2 separate regions of the Triticum aestivum genome follow, and region 1 is linked to region 2. Evidence: chromatin contacts called from public Hi-C data. All regions are on one chromosome and are shown on one strand. Each heading gives the region's core, a stretch centred on a gene start, on an enhancer-like site or on the middle of the called end of the contact. The rest is flanking DNA. Distances are from core to core; before and after follow the strand shown. Region 1 holds the start of LOC123059840 (beta-1,2-xylosyltransferase XYXT1). Region 2 has its middle 43 kb from the start of LOC123059840.

Region 1 (2,700 bases), core at 100-2,599, 43 kb before region 2:
GGAGCTCTTGTTTGGTGAATTAGCAGCGGCAATGGCATCCTGCACTAGCAGCTCCTGGTCCTCAAGAACACCTGACCAACCAAACACCCACAAAGCTCGGCTTGTCAAATCCAACAACTACTAACTCCCTTTTCCCCCAAGAACAAAACAATTATGCGAAGCCGCATCTTATCTACTACTAACTAATTGGTTGGTCGATTGGATCCTCACTCACCTTGTTCCTCTTGCGTGCCGTTTGCCGACAGGGGAGGGAGAAGAGCGCCGGCGGCGTCATCGTCCTTGGCGGCCTCCACGGCAAAGGTGTCATCTTTCTTCGTGTCCGCCAGCGACGCATCGTGGACCAAATCTAAAGCGAAAAGGAACGGGGAGATTAAAAAAAATACACCAGTCTTTGTCACCGGATTGCCTGGATGGACGTTGCGTGCGAGCCGGTAGAAGCAGCCAAGTAGCGGCGGGCGGCGGCCGCGGCAGCTCGTGGCCTCTAGCCATGGCCATGGCCGGACCGCCTGACGCATACATAGACAGTGTAATAAGCAAATGATTTGTTGTTTACCTTGCGGTGAAGAGGAGGAGGGGGAGGTGGTCGTGTGGTCGTCGCCGTCCGTGTCCAGCACCTCGGCCTTGCTCCCCTCCCCGGATAATGCCGCGTCCTGCCCCGGCACGCCCAAATCTGAAGAAAAGAAGGCCGTCAGTCAAACTTGTCGATTGGCAAGATAGATTCGGCCGAAATGTTGGCGCGGGGGATGGATTAAGCACCTAATTGGGTCTTGGAGCCGGCGGCGGCGGCACTCACCGGCGAGCCAATCCGGGTCTCCAGGGGGCTGACTGCACACAGACACGTCGAGATTGGTCCGTCAGAGCCGCGGGGGACAAGGGGGGTAGAGGAAGCGGGAAGCGAATGCAGATGCGCGGAGGGAGGAGAGGGGGAGGGGGGTGGCTTACCGAGGGGCGCGATGTGGATGGCGTCGAACTTGGCGGTGGAGAAGTACGCGCAGGTGACGAGGAGGAATCCGGCGACGAGGCCGATGCCGAAGTTGCGCGGCTCGACGGTGCGGCTGAAGGCCTTGAGCAGCCTGGCGGTGTCGTGGTGGTGGGCGTAGGCCGCCGCCTTGCCGCCCTCCATGCCCGCCGCCGCTCTGCTCTCCTTGCTCTCCTTGCTCGGTTGGGCTGTGTCTGACTCTCTGCTCGCGAGGGAGAGAGAGAGAGAGGTGTCGAGGTGGAGGGTGAGCGGAGCAGAGCAGGGGCGCGGCGCGTATATATCTCTGGGCTAGCGAGCGAGAGAGAGCCTGAGCTGACCTCACATGCTTACAGGCAGCGCCGGAGCAAGCAGCGGCAGCGGGTGTGGGGCGAGCGACGCGTTGCGTTTACTTATACTACTTAACTAACCGTAACTCGTGAGCTAGCAGTAGTTGTACACTAAATAGCAGCAGATTCAGTGGTAGTAATATGGAGCAAGCTGAGCGTGCGAAAGCGAGGAGAAGAAGAAGAGACGGGCGAGCGAGGCATGGCAAGGCAAGGCTTTTCTTTCTCCAGTAATCCCTCCGTAACTCGTGGCCTTGTTTGCCACAAAGAAAATCAATATAAATAAACTGCGTGGCTTTCTCCCCTCCCCGTTTCAATCAAGCTGTACTGTTAGTAGGAGTACGAGTAGTACGCGTTGTTGTGTGTTCCCGTGAAGGGTGGAGAGATGCCTGACCAAGTGAGGGAAGGACGGGACGGAGTGGGGAGCGGCTGCTACTGCTGCGAACGTGTGCTCCGTGATTGGATCACCGGAGGGAGGAGCACCGACGCTGCCTGCTCTCCTGCTGGCTGGCTGGATGGATCCTGGCTCCTGGGAGATCGGATTCAGATCAGGTGCTCCTTTCGTCCGCCCGTCCGTGCATCCATCTATTGGGAGGGTGTGCTCATCTCATTTAATCGGCACTGACGAAATATTTGCCCTGCTTCGCGTGCCTGTCCGCCCGCTGGTGGGCCGCAAAGGAAATCCCGACCGGCATGGGTCCCCGTCCGTGCATCGCACCGCACGGCACGAATCGGGGGCCTTGTTCCCACCTTCAGTGCGGCTTACGCAAACACACATGCGGTCACTGATTACCCGGGACTGTTAATCACTGCCGCTGCCAAGATCAGCAATGTTAATGCTCTCCATCTACTACGGACCACACGTACCACCACTAATGGATTGAACTAGTAGTAATGCTGGGGCTTCTGCGTGCATGCATGCATTTACTAATGGTGTTTCTCAGCGGGCAGATAGCAGTCGCCATCGGCCGATGATTCCTTCCTTCAGTCGGCCAAGTGGTCAGTTCCTTCCAGCAGCAAACAGGCAGGCTTCCTTCCTAACACTGCTGCTTAAATGCCATCATCATTCTGCCTCTTAATTATATACTGCGTCTTCTGACAAGGGCTCCTGGGCTGATTTACAAGCAGCGCAAACAGAATCAAGGAAATTTCTTTGCGAGTCACTGAGTTTGTGTGGCCAGTACAGATAGCCAGGACGTGCAAGAAGATCGTCCAAAAGTCCAAAATACTAGTAGTGCTACCGGTAACCAGCGATGCTGCAATGGAGCGATCGATGCGTATCGACGCGCCCGTGTGTATCGATCGATACGTCGTATACTGTATGTGGATGGAGATCGATGGATCGATCAATGGAGCGGTTGTTGCCACATCCATTCCAGCAGAAAATGGCCCAAAGGA
Region 2 (2,700 bases), core at 128-2,627:
GCCGTGCCTATTTGAAATGGAAAGAAAAATACCCTTCCATTTTTTTTCTTCCACAAGAGGCATGGCCGTGCCTCTTTGAAATGAAAAGAAAAAAGATACCCTTTCATTTTTCTCTTCCGCGAGAGGCGTGGCCGTGCCTCTCCGAAATGAAAAAAACTCATTTTTTTCCTTTCATGTGAGGCACGGTTTGCATCCACGAGAGGCATGGTTATGTTTCCGCGAGAGGCACGACCATGCCTCTTAGAAACAAAAAAAAACTCATTTTCTCTTTTTTCGCGAGAGTCACGGTTTTGTTTCCGCTACAGGCACGACCGTGTCTCTCGGAAACGGCTTTTGGAAAGGGAGAAAAACGTGCTCCTGGTCCGGTTTTTTCGTAAGAAAAAGTTCGTCAAAACCTATCAACATGGTATGTAGTTTTGAAGATCTCAATGCGAGGAATCCAACGGTGAAACGGTTTGAGATTTGGACACAAGGTTTAAGAGATAAAACGTTTCGAATAAACGAATCGACGAAAAAAGGAATAACTCCCAGATCACGGCAAGGGAGTTGAGAGTGATCTTTGAAATGAGTAACTCCCAGCTCTCATCCATAGGTCGCTCTCGACCAAGAACCACAATAACATTACCAGTTACATCACGGGTTGGTGACGTTGGTCAGTTGAGTCAATTAGCAAGAGAACATTATATGATGGCTCCGTTACTTTCATGGATATATACAGAGTGCGGGTCACACGAGTAGAGGCGAATACACGTCACATGGTACGTGAACAAAATGAAATGCTCCCACCGTCTCAAAATAAATGTCTTAACTTTGTACTAGCAAAGTTATACTAAGGTTAATCCTGTAAAAAAATCATTATACTAAGATTAAGACACTAATTTAAGGACGGAGGGGTAGCTTATTTGTCTTCTCGCGGTAAACCGGTCGGAAACTTGTGATGTTGACGAGAGGCAACGACCTAGAGCATGCTTGGATACGTTTTAGTCCCATGACTAAAAGTAGTGGGACTAAAACTTGCTAGTCTCACCCATGCTTGGATCCAAGTACTAAAGAGACTAAAATCTAGTTATTGAGCATTTATTATCCTCCAAACCCTCCAATCCAGAACTAAGGAGAGGAATTAAATGAGGAGAGAGAGAGCTAATACATATTTTAGTAGGTTTCCCATGACTAAAAGATTTTAGTCTCAAGACTAGTCCTAGCCTCTCTTTAGTCAGAAGTGCTTGGAACTTTAGCCTCTAAAAGAAACTATTTTTAATCAGACTAAAAATAGTCCCTTGTATCCAAGCACCCTCCTAGCCATGCATCTATAGCCAGGCCGGCAAAAGCATACGTGTCTGCAGCTAGCTTGATGCGCCGTCGCCTAGCGAGCGAAGCTAGTCGGCAGGCAGGCAGGCAGGGGCCGTTGTTGCGCCGTTGCCATCTCGACCGTGACCCGTGCGCCCGGTGACGTGGTGTGGTCCATATGAGACACGGAGAGAGCTAGCACGTACCCAGTCGCTGTACATGTAGGTTAACTGTAAACTTCAATGAATACGATCTTGCAAATCTGGCATGTATGGAGTACGTACGTACGAGGGGAGCAGTTCAGAAGAGGAAGATTCGCTGTTCATCGGTTTATTATGCGGCCGTTGGCTGTGATCTAGTTCAAAAATACAAGCTCGGCCAACCATTGTGGGTGCCTACAGGGAATGTAGCCACGTACCGAACCGGGATGCCCTGCTCACCAATCGTCGTGCACAACCTTCGTGTTCTCAATGTTGTCACCGACAGAAAGAGATGCCATTGTCAGAGAAAAGTCAACTTCCTTACAAAACACGGACAAGACGTCATCGCGTCTCGGTTTGAAGTTTTTTGTTTTTATGGAACGACATTCTGTGTCATTCGAGCGTTTTATTTTCTGTGTTTTGGGTTCACATTTACGTTTTCGCACGGTTTTCTCCGAATCAAGCGAGCAACTCTATTGGTCTTGCGTGAGGCCATTTGTGCTTCTCGCATCACTATGAATTGCATTGATGGGTCGACATCAAAGAAGTTAACCATTTATGTTTACCGTGCTTTAGGTACACAAACCACATTTACTACTTAGCGGCCGAGCACGTCTACCACGTCTAACCTCTAACCTATTATACGCAGAAAAAAGCTTGCAAACATGGACTATTGAAATATATTGCTCGCACATACAAAACTTGCAACAAAGAGGTCAGGGCTTGAAACCCAACGAACGCAATAAATAATTATGGTCTGGCGCCATAGACGTGAGGGTATTTGAAGCATAATATCCAGCCCCCTCCCATAGTTCGGGCTTCTGGATGAGTTGGTTGCGGCATGAATTCAATATAGACTATTGTAGTTTTTCTTAATCTTGGGGTAGTAAGTAAGTTTAGTTTCTTTTCTGGTTGACGATTAGTAAGTTTGGTCTGCTCTGCTTAGTCAAAGGAATAATTGCTGATCTGAATAATTAACGATGGACTGTTGTTGGACATACCGAAAAATCCTACGGAAGTTAACTTACAGCCCGAGGCGCTAATTTCTGGTTGCAAATAGGTGACCATGTCTGTAACCCACCTGTCTTAGGACTAGGATTTTCATTAACCATGGCATGGAAAACTTGACAGGGGTTGTTGATCTCCTGCATTAGCACCTTGTCAATGCAACCACCGGATTTTAAGTTAGGTTAATCACAAGCCGTAATAGGCC

Evidence for each region. A called contact is a pair of places that touch in the nucleus more often than the background predicts.
Region 1: a contact with region 2 is called in a Hi-C map of an unstated tissue, with 4 times the contacts expected there. The contact joins the promoter of LOC123059840 here to the enhancer-like site in region 2. A contact is called at or near these places in 4 of 5 Hi-C or Micro-C datasets (leaf and an unstated tissue).

The regions. Positions count from the first base shown.
Region 1 is chr3A:13,133,511-13,136,210 of IWGSC CS RefSeq v2.1, reverse strand. LOC123059840 (beta-1,2-xylosyltransferase XYXT1) reads right to left here and starts at 1,349. Exons shown (of 6, transcript XM_044482362.1): 1 at 943-1,349; 2 at 757-825; 3 at 554-670; 4 at 215-346; 5 at 1-71. The coding sequence starts at 1,123.
Region 2 is chr3A:13,090,943-13,093,642 of IWGSC CS RefSeq v2.1, reverse strand. No RefSeq gene overlaps it. Among protein-coding and RNA genes, the nearest start is that of LOC123059840, 43 kb to the left of the region's middle. Within about 2 kb of position 1,377, at least 4 of the 8 cell types and tissues checked have an H3K27ac peak or open chromatin away from gene starts, as enhancers often do. A contact at or near this core is called in leaf, where this site is marked.